Regions from separate parts of the Zea mays genome. Here region 2 is linked to region 1. A link is a contact called in public Hi-C data. All regions are on one chromosome and are shown on one strand. The core of a region is the stretch at or near the end of the contact, and the rest is flanking DNA. Distances in the headings are between cores, read along the strand shown.

Region 1 (3,804 bases), core at 746-3,245:
GGTGAAGGGATGAACCGACTTAAAGATAGAATGACCTTTTAGTCCATAAAGGTCTGAGTCAATGTTGTAAACTTTTATGAGGGGCATGATTGTAATTCCTCACAGGCTATGTCCTGTGCCTATAAATAGTGAACAATATTCCTTTACTGTTCACGCATTCTTGCAATTGCAATCGCATCACTCGGAAATCATTCTTTGCCAAGGCAGAGGTATAAATGTATCTAACATTTGAATACATCAAGTTTGTATAATATGAGAATGATGTTGTTTATTTATAATTTACTTGTCGTTAATGCTTCATATCTCGAATTATTTTATACAATCTCTGAGAGTTCAATTACGGAGATTCAACCTTCGTAATTGTACCGTCTTTAACCTTCGTCCGAAGTTCATTAAATCCTTAAGGAAATAATGCTTCAGCGGACGAAGGGCATTAACATTTAACATTTTATGTTGCCTTGTTCTTAATTCATAGCATTTGAGAACGAGTCCCCAACAACTGATTTTACACAGTTCAAGCTTCTCTTCGGGGACGAAGCAGTTACCCCTGAAGAAGTCAGGTTGGGGTCAGCAAGAGTCATAGCTTTGACTCAAAATCAGGATGATGAAAAAATCTCGAAGGATATAATAGAAGAGTCAAGGCTTGAAGCAATCGAGCATATAAGGAAGTATCAAGCAGAAACCATCAGGGCATGTTCGTTTCGCCGTTAATCCATGTGGATTGTGTGGTATTGAGTCGGTTTAAATCCATAATAAGTCAAAATTCATCTCAATCCATTCCAATACACTCCAATCCACATGGAGATACAGGAAAGTGAAACTAAAGAGCATAGCACTAGGTCATCTCGTACTCCGAAGAGTACCTAACCCAGATGCAACGAGAAAATTGTAAGTGAAGTGGGAATGCTCTTTCCTGGTCTTAGCTTCCAACAGATCAGGCTCATACAGATTGAAGGACATGGAAGAAAACGACATTCAAGGTCATGGAATGCCGACGAGCTCTGAAGATACTATATCTAATGCCAAGCTTCGGCACCCTTTTTCCTTATAAAGGGGATAAGGTTTTTTAACGGGTCCGAAGATGTAATAATTAGGCAAAGAACACCTAAAGGCAATAATGATGCTATTCCCCAAAAAAAAACAAGTTATATCAAAGTCAGCAAGTGATCCGATTTCCAAAAACCTCCAATACGAAGGTAAGTTTTATCACCAAGTAAAGGTGAGAAAGCTCCGAAGTCGTTCCTAAAGGAATGCAGAGCTAAAGTTGAATCACCAAGTAAAGGTGAGAAATCTCCGAAGTCTTTTTTAAGTGAATTTAGAGCTAAAGTTTTAACACCAAGTAAATGTGAGAAAGCTCCAAAGTTATTATTAAGGAAACGTGGAGCTAAAGTTTTATCACCAAGTAAAGATGAGAAAGCTACGAAATCGTTTCTAAGTGAATGCAGAGCTTAAATTTTATTACCAAGTAAAGGTGAAAAATCTCTAAAGTCGTTTTTAATAAAATGCAGAACTAAAATCCGATGAAAAAAACTCCGAAGTGAAGTTTATCACCAAGACGATGCTCATGTTAAATTTGATGGTCTTCAAGATGGCCTTGACCACTAAGACCAGGTACCCCTCGCTCGTCCATAGCAGTGAGGAGTGCCATCAAGCTGCCACTAGGGCAGAGTGGAGGTGGCTCCTCCATGCCCCTACGACACGTGACGGCGGCGACGGTAGGCGAGGAGTCGCCGGCGTACAAGAGAAGCAGAAACGTATAGAGCAAGATGGCGTGCGGGTCTGTTTTTGCAAAAAAGAAAGGAGAGCTTAGAAGTTGAGCACGGGGTTCTTTGAAATAAATACTTGGTGCCATTGGTTGCCGGATGAGTGGACTCGATAGGTATTGTGCATCTGTGCACGGGCCGTCGTTTGTAGAGCCGATATAGAGCTAAACACTTCAGAAGCAGTACATCTGAAACAAGAAGCTTTCGCAAGCTGGCCAGCTAGCTCCCTACCGACTAGATACCGAGGAGTGACGGATCAGGATGGGAGGGGTGACCTCGAGTGTGGCGGCGAAGATGGCCTTCTTCCCGCCGACGCCGCCGTCGTACGCGCTGGTGGAGGACGCCGGTGCGGGGGTCACCACGCTCAGCGGCCAGCCGCACCGGGAGAACGTCGAGTTGCTGCGCTTCCGCACCCGCAAAGGGAACACGCTGGCGGCGATGTACGTGCGCCACCCGGACGCCGCGTCCACGGTGCTCTATTCCCACGGCAACGCCGCGGACCTGGGCCACCTCTACCAGCTCTTCCTGCATCTGTCCTTCAACCTCCGCGTTAACATCCTCGGGTGAGGATTGGCCCGCCTATCGCCTTGATTGCTTTCCCTCTAAGTGTAATTAGCTTCACGTCGCTTGTTTCTCCTCTTCTGTTTGGCGTGATCCGTGGTCCGTGGATGCTCTTGGGCATGAGTGTCTTGGCGGCTGAGCCCTGGACTCAGGCGTTCCTCGATTTGTCATCGTCGATGTGTGAAATCTTGTGTTCTGGCGCCAAATTCTTTCCTCTCTCTTCCTAGTGTGTTTAGATTTTACTAAGTTCGAGCGGAATTTCATGCTTTTGGTACGCTCGCCTAACTTCCATTTGCTTTGTCCCCGTTTGTCAAGTTCCTGTGACCTTTGAGTGTGGGAATGTCCATTTCCTTTCATAACAGGAGTGGTTGGCGGAACTGGTGAAATCTAATGGTTCGATGCCTCGAATTTTGTGTTACTTTGTGAGTTAAGTTGATGAAAATCTTCTATATTTCGGAATCTGTATTTGACATTTCTAATATATGGAATGGAATTATGGAAACGAATTTTTCAGGGAGTTCGTTTTTTTCCTATTTCTTTTTCTAGAATTACAGCATGGAATGTTGAGCTACTGGGCTGAAACTTTTGGCAGCGAAGATGCTGCCTGGCTGTTTTGGGGTTTGGTATTCCAGCTTTTTGACAGAAAAACTTGTATGTGTTTTTTTTTTGCTTGCATAAAATAAACTTAGGAAAATAAAGTTTTTACACATAGCTGCAGCTCAAGTTGACTTTATGTGCATGATGATTGTATGTGATAAAGAGCACATGCTGGCTGTGCTTAATCGATGTTGGACCATGGATAAGTTTTCAAGCATAGCTTGCCTTGGCTCACCCAGCATCCTCTTCCCTCTGTGGTGAAGCCAATGAATTCAGTGTTTGCCTGTCTCTTGTGTGGTGGTTCAACGAGTGTGGTTTGTCATCTTCAAGAAAATTGGGTTGCTGTGTGGCTTCAGTTGGACATGGGATGTTTTCTCCAGATTGTGTTGTTGCGTGACCAATCTTATTGGAAAGGCTTACAGGAAAAGGTCCAACAGTTTGATCATCGTAGCTTGGTAAACTGGAAACATCTTAATGACCTAGTGTTCAACTACGCCACTCTGAGCGTGAGCATTATTATGAGGAGGGAGGGGCTTTTGCGGTGTGTGCTGCCAGGGTTCACCAGTTCTGCATCCTCTGGATGCCATTTTAGGAACCCACTGCACATATTTTGGTTATCGATTCTTTCGTTTTGTGATGTGTGTTGCTGTTAGCAGTGGTTTGTGTTAGGTGTATGTGTGTGGGTTTGTAATCTTCATTCTTCTCTAATGTAATGACATGCATATCTCCTGCGTGTTCGAGGGAAAAAATGTTTTACATTGTAATCAATGCATCATGCATTTGAGGAAAATATGTTACTTTGTAAACAATACATCTTATGTAACTTGTTACTTGATTTTCCTGTCATCAGAGGCTAATAGTAGCTTTGAAATTATGCAGGTAT
Region 2 (3,804 bases), core at 475-2,974, 350 kb before region 1:
AGCCCTTAGGTGGCCAGTCCAGGGAGTTTAAGGTTGTGATCTATATAGATAGATTAGAGACCATAAGATGGTGATTAAATGTTCTTAAGCTAGGTGGGCTTGATCCTGTGCAAATACTAGAGAAATTGTTGCTCTAAGTTGTGCTGACAGGATGTTGTTGACTGAATATTGTTCAGTGTAACTGAGTCCGAGAGTTGTTTGTTGGTTCAACTTTGGAACATCCTCGAGATTATTCTGGGGGATTAAGGAGCCATGTTTATGTAGCAAAGTTGGAGACCATATATCAATGGACATGTTTTATTAGGAGGGTCTAGCTTGATGCTGCATAAGTTTGGGAGATAATGGAGCCCAAACTGCTTCTGTCAGAGGAAAAGAAGGGAGGGTAACTGTAAATCAAAAATTCAGACCAAGGAAAAGGTACCAGCGTAGTATAGCTGAATTTTGGGCACCATAACTTTGGATTTATGAGGTTTGGGTCTAAGAACCCTATAGTGACTTTGAAGATCTTTGATTAGTGAATAAGTTCTGTTAATAGATACTGATTTGTTATTATCATATATGGAGAGAAAAGGAGGGCTGGCCAGGGAAGGTTCAGTCAGGTAATGAAGTTCAGGGTAATCTGAAATATCTGCAGAAGATCTTTTCTCCCTACCGTGTTTCACTTTTGTGTAAAGATGGAGATAAAGGTGAGGTGAATAGCAGGGGTGTTCAAGACTTTAACCATCACTGAAATATCCCAAGTGAACTGGAAGACATCTACCTAGGCAGCCTTATCTGCTGTGCTCGGTGGTGGTAAAAATCTACCATGTCTATTTCCTTAATGTGCTCCTAAGCCATGCGTGGATTCTTGGAGATGAGCCACGCACTTGCGATCATGTAGGTGATAGCCTCATCCAGTTAGGCATCTCTGTCCATCCTCTAAACCCAGCCATCAATTGAGTCGGCTCTGTCCATATAAAGGATAACCGAGGGGGTGGAAGGGGAGTAAAGGAGAGATCCTTGCCATTCTCATAACCCGTTGTGAGTGACTTCAACACAGTATTGTTGCCTTCACTTCCCCCAAACTATACCCTGGAAACACTCCAGCCTCTGGCCATGTAGCTTCGCGTGTCTGGTGACCACGTCGCCGACGTCTCAACCTCGCGTGGCCAGGCGTGCACGATATGGTTCTGCGCCCCTGGTTTAGCGTTCCAATGTTTGTGTTTGTTGGAGAAGCTCACCGAAGTGGTCGTTTGGTCATTGCTATTCTGAATAGCTTGGAACGCGAGCTCGACGCCGCGTATTAGATCCATGAACTGCACCTGTGTTGACCGACCAATTCCCACTTGTCCTGAGCCGGCTCACGTGAGCATTATATACTACGTGAACTACTAGTGCTACCCATTCTATTTGTTTGAGCTCCACGGTGTTGTTGCCTTGGGAAAACGACGTCGTGAACCTAGAACCCCGTCGTGGTCGTGGGTGGGTCTATGCAGTGCCTGTTAACTAGGTTCCTGCCCCAAAATCATTCGGGTTAGGATAGGATTGCAATTAAAGAGTGTTTAAAAGAGTGCCCAAGCTTCACGCCACCATGACCAGGGTTTAATTTCGTTAACGCCGTCGGCCGGGCTCGGGGACGAGAATTGTGAAAATGAAAGAATCGGGGGGTCAGAAGGAAAAGTGTCAGAGAGACATAGAAACAGGACATGGGCTCTTTCCAAGTTGATTGAACGGCCAGGGGTCTCGGTGTAAATCTGCCAGCGCGGGTTGCGGGGGCGCACAGTTCTGCATGGACTTGGACCAGTTGGGCCGATTTTGACCCAGTTCTATTATAGAATTCTCCTTTTCTTTTTGCTGACCACTTAGGAAATGTGTGCAAAATTGTAGAAAAATGGAAAAAATTATGAAATCAATTTTTCTAAATTCATAATATCAAGTAGTATTTAATAAAAATAATTGCAAGATTTTTATTTCAAACTCTAAATTATATAGCATTTAAAGGTGCTTAGACCAAGCCTTTTAGAATTTTAGAAATTGTTGAATAATTCCAAAAATCATAAAACATTTTGGGTAGGCTTAATAAGATGATTAGAGCCCTTTAGTGAAGTTTGAAATAGTTTGGACACTGTTTGACCAGAAACCTAATGACTGGTCTCATAGGATTAATTACTTAATACTAATCGTAAAAGAATACCTAACGAGAAAACCTTAGTGATTGAATTGTACCATGAAGGAAAGTTGTATTCAAGTTGCAACTTATTGTATTTCTATTGTGTAACTGCATATCATGACATAGCATAAGCATTCATGTACAAGTATTATCATGTATAGAACACGAGGAAGAAACTGTAGTAGAAGAAGAGGTTGTCTCCCAGACTGAGAATCCTCCAGTGGAGAACAACTTTTACTTCGACATCTGCGGTGTGGAACCTGAACCTCCTGCAACACAAGGCAAGCCCTGGTGCATTATCCCTTTTCCTTGTTATTTTAAAATCTTTATCACCTTATATGATGCATTAGGTGATAGGAATTGTGTGATAAACAATTGATGCATTTCCTTCCTTGGAAAATTGGTTACCATTCCTTGTTGCCTGTTTTAAACAAGTTTTCTAATGCTTAGTCTTGCTATAGAAAACAAAAGGTTTTGTTTTGAAAAAGGTGATGATTCACATGGGATGGGAATTTTTACAAAGAAAAGAATGATGATGGTTGATCCATCATGGTCGTGATGGGTTCAACATCTAAAAAGAAGTACCTATGTTAGGTACCAAACTTTAGGGTTTAGGTAATAAAGACGAGACCGGGCGAGTGACTTACACGAGAAGGGAGTCTATGTGTAGTGTCTCTGTCTGAGTCGCTTAATGACCGAGCCGATGTAGGCCTGCTGGTCGAGGACCTTTCAACTAGCCATATGCCTCGTCATGGGTAAGCTTTGCCTCAGTTGGACCAATACCAGGAAGGCTACCACACAATGGGAGTGGAGAGATGGCGAGAGTAGCATGTATCCTCTGTGGCAAGAGGCTAGATGGTGGAGTATCTGTGCCCTCGGTTGGCGTGAACCCATTCTAGTCTTGAGAAACCCGGGTGCAAGTTGACATATGCAAGGGTTAAGTGATACACATGTCGTGTGGTTGGAGATACCCAGCTGGGTATTAATCGATTTGGATCGTCGTTACTTCTCGGACATGAAGACTTGATCACTGACTTACACGTAGCAGCAAGTGAACTGAAGGAGTGATAAAAGATGGCTAGTATAGGCCAAGTGCTTGATCTAAGAATAGAAAGAAATCTAGATGCAGGTTATTACTTGACCTGATGAGTAAAATGAATTCTTAAGGATCCAATCATAGTAAGATTTTCTGCAAAAAAGAGTCTTTGAATCTTGATAAGCTTTACCTTGATTCCTAAAGGCCAACATATCCTTGATAGTCATTTTCCTTTGACGAGTAAGACTTGCGAAAGTACACTCCATACTCAGGGTTTTCAAACCCATGTTGTTGTAGGTGATGAAACTGCTAAGTTCTGTTGTTTCTGTTCCAAGGTGGTTCCAAAGCAAGAAGAAGAACACTAAAACCTACCTAGGGAGGGTGTTTTGCCTCCCGAAGATGTAATAAGTTTAAGCACTCAGTACTCAGTTATGTAATAATCAACTCTTTCTATATTTTACTTATGAATGTAAATTGTGTTATTGTAATCCTTTCTGCTTACTCCGGTGATGTGTAATATCTGCGTGATGGGTTAAGCGCTCCTGGGCAATATGATGGAGATACAGAAAACCAGACCTGCTAGTCATTGTGCGCACCTACACGATTGGATGAGGTCCTC

Evidence for each region. A called contact is a pair of places that touch in the nucleus more often than the background predicts.
Region 2: a Hi-C map of ear shows a contact between it and region 1, with 7 times the contacts expected there. The contact joins the enhancer-like site here to the promoter of LOC100273334 in region 1. A contact is called at or near these places in 2 of 25 Hi-C or Micro-C datasets (ear and leaf).

Annotation. Positions count from the first base shown.
Region 1 is chr1:148,892,430-148,896,233 of Zm-B73-REFERENCE-NAM-5.0, reverse strand. LOC100273334 (alpha/beta-Hydrolases superfamily protein) reads left to right here and starts at 1,995. Exons shown (of 5, transcript NM_001147775.1): 1 at 1,995-2,326; 2 at 3,801-3,804. The coding sequence starts at 2,025.
Region 2 is chr1:149,243,476-149,247,279 of Zm-B73-REFERENCE-NAM-5.0, reverse strand. No RefSeq gene overlaps it. Among protein-coding and RNA genes, the nearest start is that of LOC103639397, 6.8 kb to the left of the region's middle. Within about 2 kb of position 1,724, at least 14 of the 20 cell types and tissues checked have an H3K27ac peak or open chromatin away from gene starts, as enhancers often do. A contact at or near this core is called in ear and leaf, where this site is marked.